Regions from separate parts of the Mus musculus genome. Here region 2 is linked to region 1. The links are chromatin contacts, called in public Hi-C maps. All regions are on one chromosome and are shown on one strand. The core of a region is the stretch at or near the end of the contact, and the rest is flanking DNA. Distances in the headings are between cores, read along the strand shown.

Region 1 (5,502 bases), core at 1,798-4,297:
AACACTAATAGCACAGACATTAAGATCTATAAAGATAAATGAGACCTCATGAAACCTAGAAGCTTCTGCGGGGTAAAGTGCATTGTTATTCGGACAATGAGTCAGCCTACAGAATTAGAAACTATTTTTACTAACTAAACGTCAGATAAGAGGCCTAATATGCAAAATGTATGAAGAACTCAAAAAACTAAGAATCAAACAAATATGCCAATTAAAAAATATGGTACAGGTCTAAAAATAATTCTTAAAATAGGAAATTCAAATGACTGAGAAACATTTAAAGAAAAATTTGACATACTTAGCCATCAGGGAAATGCAAGTCAAAAATACTGTAAGATTCTATCTTACACCTGTCAGCTAAGAACAACGCAAGTGACTAACTAATGTGGGTGAGGATGTAGAACAATGAGAACACACCTCCACTGCTGGTGGGAGTGCAAACTCATAGAGCCACTACGGAGATCACTGTGGCAGTTCCTCAGAAAGCTGGAAATCAACTGACCTCAAGATTCAGCTATACCACTCTTAGGCACATACCAAAGGATTCTTCATTTTACCAGAGATACTTGTTGGTTTTATTCATAACAACCAGAAACTGGAAATAACCTAGATATTCCTCAACAGAAGGTGAGGATACTTGCAGGAAGTGGGTCATGAAATTTGTAGGTAAATGGGTAGAACTAGGGAAAAAATATCATGCTGAGTGTGGTACTCTAGACCCAGAAAGACAAATATGGTATGTTTTCACTGATACATGGATATTAGTGGTTAAGTCTATAGTCATCATGCTATAGTAGAACCACAAAGGCTAGGTATAGTGTAAAGTACTGGAGGATGGGCAGGGTAGAGGGATAAATCAATTTAGGAAAGGGAAATAAAACAGTTTAAGGATGAATGGATGGATGGATGGATGGATGGATGGATGGATGGGAAGTGGTACAAGAAGACCAAGGTGGGAGGGGAGCAAAGAAAGGAATACAGAGAGAGACAGCTAAAAATAAGGGCCATCTGAGCCGTAGTATGGAAGCATAATAGTAGAAGCTTCCTAATACATATACATATACATACACACATACACATACACACACAAATATGAAGGCCATCTAAATTAAATTACCAAATGATGGAAAAGAGAGCTCCAACTGGTCATCTCTTTGTCACCATGAATCTAAGACCTGGGATTGGGTTATATCTGATTGAGATGTTGGTCAAAAGAGTCCCACAAGAATCTCCAAACAACCCAGGGTGTTGCCAAGACTACAGGTTGCTTTCCACTAACTGACAGAAAAGCTCCAATGCTGAAGACACAATACCTACACATCTCACTGAACTCTAGCTAGTACTTACATAAAGTCTTCACCCATTCACGCTAACATCTTTGTTATGGGAAAGTACTCTGTGTAATACCAAAAGTGAAATGTAAATACCAACCTAGCCACAAATCCTTTGATCTACAATGGTGTCCGATACAATAGTGTAACGATCTACAATAGTATAACGATAGCACAAAGCTGTGGGAGTAACAAACTAATATGTTTGATTTAACTTAAGGCTCATTCCACAAGATGAAACCTATACCTAACAGATTAGGTAACCAACCTATGAGGAAAACTAAATATCATTTTTATTTAAAAGAAAAAAAAGTAGCTATAAAGTAACTCCTATTGATATTCTGCTAGATAGTTTCATAGTTCAGTGCCTTGCTCAAGATTCTTCTTAAAGCAGATTAAAACAAATACAGAGTCCCACATTCAAATATTATGCAGAGTTAGAGACCTTGAAACAGGAAACCCTAAGTGGGATGTCCCCATGAAATGCTCACATAGGAGTTTAGGGAACCATGTAGAGGACAAGGCAGAAGAGCATTAAGAGCCAGAGGGGAAGGAGAAACTAGCACAAGCCCTCAAAATCAACACGATCCAAGCTCATGTGAATTCACAGAGCCTGTGCATGCACAGGGTCTGCATGGGTCTACACCAGTTTGTCTGCACATACAGTATGGCTTCTAGTCCACTGTTTTTATGTGATTTCCTGGATACAGGAATGTGTGGCTCTCTGATTTTTGTACCTTCTCTTTGGGTTCTTTTATTCTGTTTGTGTTGTGTAATTTGATGTGTTATTTTTGTTTTATCTTATATTTTATTATTGCTCCTTGGAACCCTCTTTGTTTTCTAATGAGTCTGAAGAGGAGCACATCTGGATGGGAGAGCAAGTGGAGAGGAGTGTGAGGAACAGATGGTGGGAAAGTGTAAGAACGATCCATTATGTGAAAGAAAATCTATTCTAAATAAAAAAAGAACGTTATTTTTTTAAATGAAAACACTTTTTCCTATTATTATTCATTCCCAAAATCATTACTGCCAATACTACCAAGAAGGACTTTCCTCCCTTGATGAATTACAATAAAAGGCTCCACAGTTTTCAGAACCAATGCTAGGAAGGGCGGAATTTACAGTTTTTAAGTGTATCATTACAGACACAAATGGCATCCTCAAACTCAATAGAAAAACAAAACAAAAACCAAAAACAACCAGCTTCCAAACTTCAAGCCATTGCTTTTCTTTCGAATTTGTATCTAAACACTGTCTCAGTAAAAAGCCCTTAAACTACACCAGAAGAGATGCCCTGTCAGAGAGCAAATTCAGTGCATAAACTCACCAAGTCAAATGTGCTCCTTTCTAAGCAAAAACAAACCTACAAAAATAAAAAAGTAAAATGAAAAATAAAAACTGACAAATATCTGACAAAGCTCACTGGATTATCCACTTAAAATCTGAGATTCCTTGAGTTGATATGAAACCATAGTTTAATAGGCTCTGCAGGAAACAGGGAGGAAAGCAACCCTAAAATGTCTCTAACTTCAACAGTACAGTAAAATGGGGAATTTTATAAAGTAGGATAAAAAGCCAAACGTCCATCCGGGCAGGAAGGCTGTCTTCGTTTTGGGAGCTCACGGCTGGCAATGAAAGGAATGCCAACAGCAGATGGCCAGATCCAGGGCTTAAGACAGAGAGACTTAGAAAATCTGTACTATACTTACACTAATGAGACTATTAAGAAGCAGAAAGAAGACAGAGCCAGACTAAGGATGCTCACTGGCACTTGCAGAGAGTAGAGATGGCAAGAAAACGTCTCGCCTTGGCATTCAGCACGCACCTGGTGCAGCCATGCAAGAACATGTTAAAAGAGTTCTAGGATCTATATTCTGAGCAAGCTCAGCAAAAGTATCAGAAGACTGTAAACTGAAAGCAAGTCAGCAGAATACTTGATAATAGGAAGAAACTGAATCAGAACCACACACTAGTTATCAGCTTAGAGGTAGAAATCTGGGTCTTCAGGTGAACACATGAAGTTTCAAAGGTTACACAAGGGCAAAGTAAGCCTTCCCAATTATATTCCTGAAGGACTGCCAACAGGTATGGCCAGCATCTGTGACTACACTTACGAAGAAAAGCCCATTTACTGAACCAGCATCTATAACCTGATTTCCCAAAGTACGGTCTGTAGGTGAGAACAGCATATAAAAACTCCTTGGTATACATAACCAGCATCTGAGACAAAGAAGGCCTAGGGATATGATAGGCATCTTGGATCCAAGAAGGAATGCTGAGGATCTTAATAGTGGGGAAAACTGCATGGTCCAGCTCTGCTCTTCATATTTTCTTACTTTAACACTGAATTTAGCAGGACGGATCTGTTTTGCCATCTCTCCAGCACTTGGAGGGCTTGACTAACCCTTAGTGTGGCGATTTGAATGAAAATGCACCCCCTGCACACATACTCATTGGGAGTGGCATTACTGGAGGTGTGACCTTTTGCTAAGTGTGATCTTGTTGGAGGAAGTGTGTCACTGGAGGTAGGCTTTGAGGTTTCAGAAGCTCAAGCCAGGCCCAGTGTCAGTCACTCTCTCTTCCCGCTGCCCACAGATCTAGATAGAACTCTCAGCTCCTTCTCCAGTCTCATGTATGCATATGTGCTTCCTGAATGGACTATATCTCTGAACCTGTAAACCAGCCCCGATTAAATGTTTTCCTTTATAAGCGTTGCTGTTGTCACAGTGTCTTTTCAGAGCAATAGAAACCCCAAGACACCTAAGCACACTAAGAGCTCCACCCAAATAAAAAACAAATAGTTGTGATACTCAAAGTCAGAAACTACGTGATCTTAATAGATACAGCAAAGTCTTTTCATAAAACCAAGCATCCCTTCATTATAAAAGTCCCAAAGAGAACAGGACTAGAAGTAACTTAACATAATAAAAGCTGTAAATGATAAGCCTACAGCCAATATTATAATACAAGGGAAAACACTCTTAAGAATTTCCACTAAAATCAGGAATAGGACAAGGTCGTCCAGTTTTTCTACTCTTGTTCGAAATGTTAGCTAAAGTCTTAGGAGCAGTAAGAGAAGTAAATAAAAGAGAAACAAATAGGAAAGGAAGAAGTAAAAATATCCTTATTTTTGGATTGTGTTACTCTCTATAAAAAATCCTAAAGACTCTACCAGAAAACACTTATACCTAATAAACAGTTTTAAACAAAGTGGCAGAATAGAAAATTATCATATATAAACCAATAACCTTCATATGTGCCAGTAAAGAACATGTTAAGAAATCAGGAAAATCCATTCACAGTCTTGGAATGAACCTGACCAAAGTAGTGAAACAGGACTCCAGCCACTTAGGAATAAACTTAACAATTTAATGGGGCATCATCAAATTAAAGGAAGCAAATTAGTAAAAAGAGAGCCTGCAGAATGGAAGGAAGTCTTTGCAGGCCATCCATCTCATAGAGGATTAATATTTACAACATCCAAGTTTCTCACAAAACTACACAACAATAAATCAAACTACCCAATTATTATAAAAGGACTAATTAAGTGCAGTTATTAAAAGATGAAACACAAATAGCCAATAAAGTGTTTTCAAATGTTCAGCCTCATGAGTCATCAGAAAAATTTAAGTCAAATCTGCACTGAGATTCCATCCTACTCATCAACACAGCAGTCATTAAGAAACTGAGTAGCAGGCTCAGGAAAGATGGCCGCACAGCTAGGAACACTTGTGGCTCTTCCAGAGGATCACTCATGTCAGGAGGCTGATAACCATCCCTAACTCCAGCTCCCCAATGCCTCTGGCCTTCGAAGTCATCTGCACTCATGTGGATATACCCACATGTAGTATACATAATTAAAAAAAATAAGTCTCAGAAACAGGAAAAATAAATACTGGTGAGGTATGGACAAAACTTAAACACTGCAGGTGGGAATGAAAACTAATCCAAACATAGATGTCAGTATGACTGATTCTCAATATTCACTCTACCTTGTGACTCAGTTACTTCACTTTTGGTTATTTACCAAAACCAAAAGCAAAGCAGAAACAAAACCACATCAAAACATTATAAGAATACTTGTAGATTAATGATTACTGAAGCCCTCTCCACAGTAGGTTATAGAACCAATCTAGGTGTCCAATAACAGAGGAACAATAAAATGTGGTGT
Region 2 (5,524 bases), core at 591-3,090, 65 kb after region 1:
ACTATTTCTAGGCGGGTTTTTAACGGAACAGATCTAAACAGAAGTAACTGTCAAAACGAATCCACTTTGCATTCATGAAATACAAGTACGGACACACATTTAGTATGGGTTGTTTTTTTTTTCCCACACCACACCCCCGCTTCCATATAACTTTGCCACAGATAAAACCAAAATACATTTTAGAGAGGTGACACACTGCTCTTAAGAGCAAACTGCTTAAACATCGCCGAAATGCTCCTAAATCAGAGTGCCCTCCCTTCTGCTTATATATATATATATAATTCTGTATGGCACATTACTGAACTGGAGTTGCATCTGGTTTCATCTACTATGATTAGTGAAAACAAGACAGACCTTAGGGCTCTACCCAAGCAAATCTGCGAGGGATGGGGAAGGGGGACAGGGCGCGAGGTGGCGCAAGAACAGATGAAAACACGGTTAGGAGAGAGTTGTCTTCCCAAGGAACTGAGCTTACTACACTCAACTCCAAAGGCTGACACCTACTCGTCAGAAAAGAAAACCGACGCAACCACCCACTCCTAACACCGACCAGCCTCCACTCCCACCTCCTCCCCTCAAAAGCTACCCCGTAACCCCTGCCGAAGCACACCCTCCGCTCGCAGCCCCTCTGTTGCACTGAACCAACCTGCTGGGTAACAGCTGTGGGCACACGTCGCACTCTGAGTGAGGAAAAGCAGCGACCGCAACAAGGTAAGGGAGTCCCAGTACTTCCCGCTACCCGGAGCAGCCCACTGAATGACAGCCGGGAGCGCGCAAGTTTGAAGCAAAACCGATCAGACCCCACCGAAACGGAAAACTGAACTGCATTTGAACAGGAATGGGAGGCGGGGAGGGCTACGCGAGTCCATCACATGACAGCGAAAAGAGGACCGGAGTCGTCGGGGCGTCCTCAAGGAAAGGGGGGGGGGGCGTGGGGAGGGTGCCGTCGCCATAGCAACACCCCCCATCCGTCCAGACTTCCAAAGAGGGAGGAAGAACTTCAAATCCCAACCGTCAGCTCGAGCGGCTCCTTCTTAAAGGGGTACACACAGATCCGAGGCCACTCGCAAGAGGGCAGAGGCGGCCGCCCCCCGCCCCTCAGGCGCCGCCCCCATCGCCCCTCGACCCTCTCCCGCCCCCCGCCCCCCGCCCCGCGAGCGCCCCGCAACCCCTGGTCCCGCGTCCCAGGAACTAGGCAGCGTCTTCGCCGCCAGCCCCAGGGCCGCAAGAAGGGGGTGTGTGAGCGCCCGGCCGGGGGCGCGGACCGGCTCGCCGCTCCAGGGTCCCCTCCGCCCCGGTGGAGAGCCGCGGTGACAGGGGCACCGGCGGGTGGCGACGGGCGCCGAGGAGTTTCGGGGCAGCACGAGCGGGCGGGCTGCTTCCGCGGGGTGCTCGGAGAGTGGGTCCGAACTAACAGTTCCCCGGGAGCTCGGAGCCGGGCAGGCGGGCGGCGGGGCGCGGACCGCGCCGGGCAGGGAGCCCCGAGACAAAAGGCGCCGCCGGGGCCGCCGCGCCGCCGCCGCCGCCGCTCCCATCGCTCCCCATTGAACTGACCCGAACCGGAGCTCCAACTACACCCCTCAGCCACAAACTCCTCCGGCAGCCGCACCGTGGCGCCGAGCCCGGCCCGGCCCGTGTCTCTCTTACCTACACAGTGCATGAGGCGGTGGCGCCAAGAGTCGAGTTCCCGCCGGAATCCTCTCCTCTCCGCCGCGCACCGAGGGCTCCGGCACTGAGCGGCAGCGGCGGCGGCGGCAGCAGCGGCGGCAGCGGCCATTCTCTCTCTTCCCTTGTCCATCTGCGTCCCGCGTCACGCGCCCTCATTTACATACGAGCGGCGCAGGCACGAGGCAGGGGCGCGAGCCCTCGGCGCGAGCCCCGGAGCGCGCGCCCCCCGGAGGGGGGTTGATTGACACGTGTCACTACCTTCCTCCTGCCCTCCCCTCCCCCTCCCACCGCTCCCTCGGGGAGAGGCGGGGAGGGAGCGCGGAGAGAAGGAAGCAACCTGCCGCTTCCGCTGACCCCGCCTCCTTACCCACTCCCTTCCCCTCCTCCCCCCAGAGTTTACTCAGGCAAGCCATACTGCTCCCGCCGTCCACGAAAACCCTGAGCGGGAGCGAGAAACCCGGAGGCCAGCCAGGAACCCGCGTGCTGAAGGAGCGGACCAGCAACGCCTCCCTTCTGCCCTCGCGCGGAGCGCTGGAAGTCCGAAGACTTCATTTCCCAGCCTCCATTGCGTGCAGGTCCCGTAGAGGAGCGCAAGAGAGCGACGCTGTGCCCTCTGGGCTTTGTAGTCCTCTCGCGTTGAGCGCTCTCCTAGCCTAGCCAGTTCGCACTTTTCCAGATAGCAGCTCGGCCCCAGACTTCTAATGTTTTGCCCCCAGTGGGTTTAGCCTCTAACTCCCTCCGCCCAAATGCTTGCTTCCTCGAGTTCCAAGAGGGGAGTACGGTGGAAGCCTCAAGAGTTGGCGGTGCTGGGCTAGGCAGCTCCTTAAGTGCTGGAAACTTTTCAGGGTCAATGTCATCTATCTTCACTTTCAGCGAAAGCGCTTGCCAATCATCCTACTGCATCCAGAAAAGATGTGCGAGGACATCAGTTTTGTGAAGCGAAGAGATCTTGAAAAGCGAGATTAGTTACAAAAATCGGGGGAACTAACCTTGCATGGGATTTAACACTTTGTAATTGTTATAGATGGATCCTGCTCTGTGCTAGAGAAAACTTCCTTGGGGAGAGGAGAATCTTTTGATTAAGTATATACTTAAAATTACTTAAAAAAAAAAAAAAAACTTTTGCACCAGAGCCATTTCTACACTTATGTCAGTATTGTCACAGGGGACCAAGAGCTTGTAAGCCATCCAGAGTTTACAGAGAAGTGCTGTACATTACTGGGCATTTATACTCACCTTTGCGGAAAAAAATATTTTAATTCTTAGGAACTCAAATTCTCAATTCTGTATTGCCCTATCTTGTGGTATAGTCTTATCTATCATTCTTTTTTCTTCTTAGAGTAGTTTATTGCTCAGCGTTTGTTGCATCAGAAGTAAAAATGTAGCATTACATCTTCATCAGAAATTTTCGAATGTGAAGTTTGAAGCCATGTGTTTATGAATATATGTTTGCAATCTTATCATTTGGGAGGCTAGAATAAGGTGATGTGTAGAGTAGAGATAGTCTAGATGGCGGTTCAGAAACTGAAATTTAAAATAGGAGTGGCTTATCTCCATAGTTTAGAGTGGGAAGATGGAATAGTTGTTTCCATCTGAAAGCTCATCAGGCACCATCAAAAGAGACATGAGAACAGGACCCAAAAGCATGGCCCAGCTTCTAGAAGTGTCTGATTAAAGTTACTTAATGAAAGTATGTGCTCATGCTAACTTGAAAGGAATGGTGGACTAAATAACTATGAGAGCCTAACAAACCATCCAAAACTTAATAGCTTAAAATATCAACTATGGGATAGTGAGGTGGTTTCACAGATAAAGGGACTTTCATTTCTGGGGGAATAGCTGTCTGCCAGGATCACAGAAACCAGTATTCCTATTCTTCAAGGGTCTACCCTGACTTGTCCACATGGTGGCTGTCACAGGGTTCCAAAAGGCAGCATGAGAGCTACTAGCCCCTAATCATGACCATTTTTTTATTTATTCACTTTACATCCAGACCTCTGTCCCCCCTCCCCCACCGTTCCTCTCCCCCTTTCCTCCTCTGAGGAAATGGAGAACCCCCTAGATATCTCCCCCCACCCTAGCCCATCAAGTCTCAACATGGATCACATTTAAGTCTCAATGGTTAAAACAAGTAACATTGCCAAGCCCAGTGTCAATATGGGTAATATATTATGCTACACAATAGGAAGATGTGTAAGTCCCATGAAAGGGGGAATTAAATATTTCTCCCAAATAAAGAGAAAATACAAAGAGGAATAGAACACATCTCTGGACTTTCTGAGACAAGGAGGAAACCATGACTAGATACAACAACATGGAAATAATTTTGGAAATCAGTTTCATTGTTAATAGCGTAGAATCTTTCATAGCATGTATTGTCAGTCCATTATAACAATCCCCATAAACATAGAAAGGTCAGGTCATATCAGTCTAAGCATCTAGTGTTATTCCTGATACTCAGTTGATACTTAATTGTTATCTATTGACTTGATGAATAATTAGAATATCTAGAAAGCCAACAGGAGAAAGAGGGTCATATCCAATATTGTCTTTTACACCAAAAATTCAGCTGCAACAGATTTTAACATACCAAATATGTGATATGAAGCTATTGATACTCTGTAGAAAGACAGTGTTGTCACAAGTACTTCCTATACCTATTGTATCAATCATTTGTTATTATGTAGCAAGTCAATCTTTAACAGTACCTTAAAAGCACAATCATTTCTTTTTTTAATATTTTTATTGGGTATTTTCCTCATTTACATTTCCAATGCTATCCCAAAAGTCTCCCATACCCTCCGCCCCACTCCCCTACCCACCCACTCCCACTTCTTGGCCCTGGCGTTCCCCTGGACTGAGGCATATAAATTTTGTACGACCAATGGGCCTCTCTTTCTACTGATGGCCATCTAGGTCATCTTTTGATACATATGCAGCTAGAGACACGAGCTCCAGGGGGTACTGGTTAGTTCATATTGTTGTTCCACCTATAGGGTTGCAGACCCCTTTAGCTTCTTGGGTACTTTATCTAGCTCCTCCATTGGGGGCCCTGGGATCCATCCAATAACTGACTGTGAGCATCCACTTCTGTGTTTTCTAGGCCCCGGCTTAGTCTCACAAGAGACAGGGTCCTTTCAGCAAAATCTTGCTAGTGTATGCAATGGTGTCAGCGTTTGGAGACTGATTATGGGATGGATCCCCAGGTATGACAGTCTCTAGATGGTCCATTCTTTCGTCTCAGCTCCAAAATTTGTCTCTATAACTCCTTCCATGGGTGTTTTGTTCCCAATTCTAAGAAGGGGCAAAGTGTCCACACTTTGGTCTTCGTTTTTCTTGAGTTTCATGTGCTTTGTATCTTGTACCTTGGTTATTCTAAGTTTCTGGGCTAATATCCACTTATCAGTGAGTACATATTATGTGAGTTCTTTTGTGATTGGGTTACCTCACTCAAGATAATGCCCTCCAGGTCAATCCATCTGCCTAGGAATTTCATAAATTCATTCTTTTTAATAGCTGAGTAGTACTCCATTGTGTAAATGTACCACATTTTTTGTATCGATTCCTCTGTTAAGGGGCATCTGGGTTCTTTCCAGCTTCTGGCTATTATAAATAAAGCTGCTATGAACATAGAGGAGCATGTTCTTTCTTACCAGTTGGAACAACTTCTGGATATATGCCCAGGAGAGGTATGGCAGGATCCTCCGGTAGTACTATGTCCAATTTTCTGAAGAACCGCCAGACTGATTTCCAGAGTGGTTGTACAAGCTTGCAATCCCACCAGCAATGGAGGAGTGTTCCTCTTTCTCCACATCCTCACCAGCATCTGCTGTCACCTGAATTTTTTATCTTAGCC

What was found. Hi-C and Micro-C count contacts between places; a contact is called where the count stands out from the background.
Region 2: a Hi-C map of rod photoreceptor shows a contact between it and region 1, with 1.9 times the contacts expected there. The contact joins the promoter of Lcorl here to the enhancer-like site in region 1. A contact is called at or near these places in 3 of 484 Hi-C or Micro-C datasets (Sertoli cells, cortical neurons and rod photoreceptor), 5 of 115 datasets of contacts at active chromatin or transcription factors (CD8 T cells, the SCID.adh cell line, bone marrow-derived macrophages and 1 more) and 2 of 9 other capture datasets (adipose tissue and pancreatic islet).

Annotation. Positions count from the first base shown.
Region 1 is chr5:45,789,019-45,794,520 of GRCm38.p6, forward strand. All of the region lies in intron 2 of Lcorl (ligand dependent nuclear receptor corepressor-like), which reads right to left. Among named protein-coding and RNA genes, the nearest start is that of Gm3414, 64 kb to the left of the region's middle. Within about 2 kb of position 3,048, at least 3 of the 459 cell types and tissues checked have an H3K27ac peak or open chromatin away from gene starts, as enhancers often do. A contact at or near this core is called in rod photoreceptor, where this site is marked.
Region 2 is chr5:45,855,700-45,861,223 of GRCm38.p6, forward strand. It overlaps Lcorl (ligand dependent nuclear receptor corepressor-like), which reads right to left and starts at 1,841. Exons shown (of 7, transcript NM_001163073.1): 1 at 1,648-1,841. The coding sequence starts at 1,798.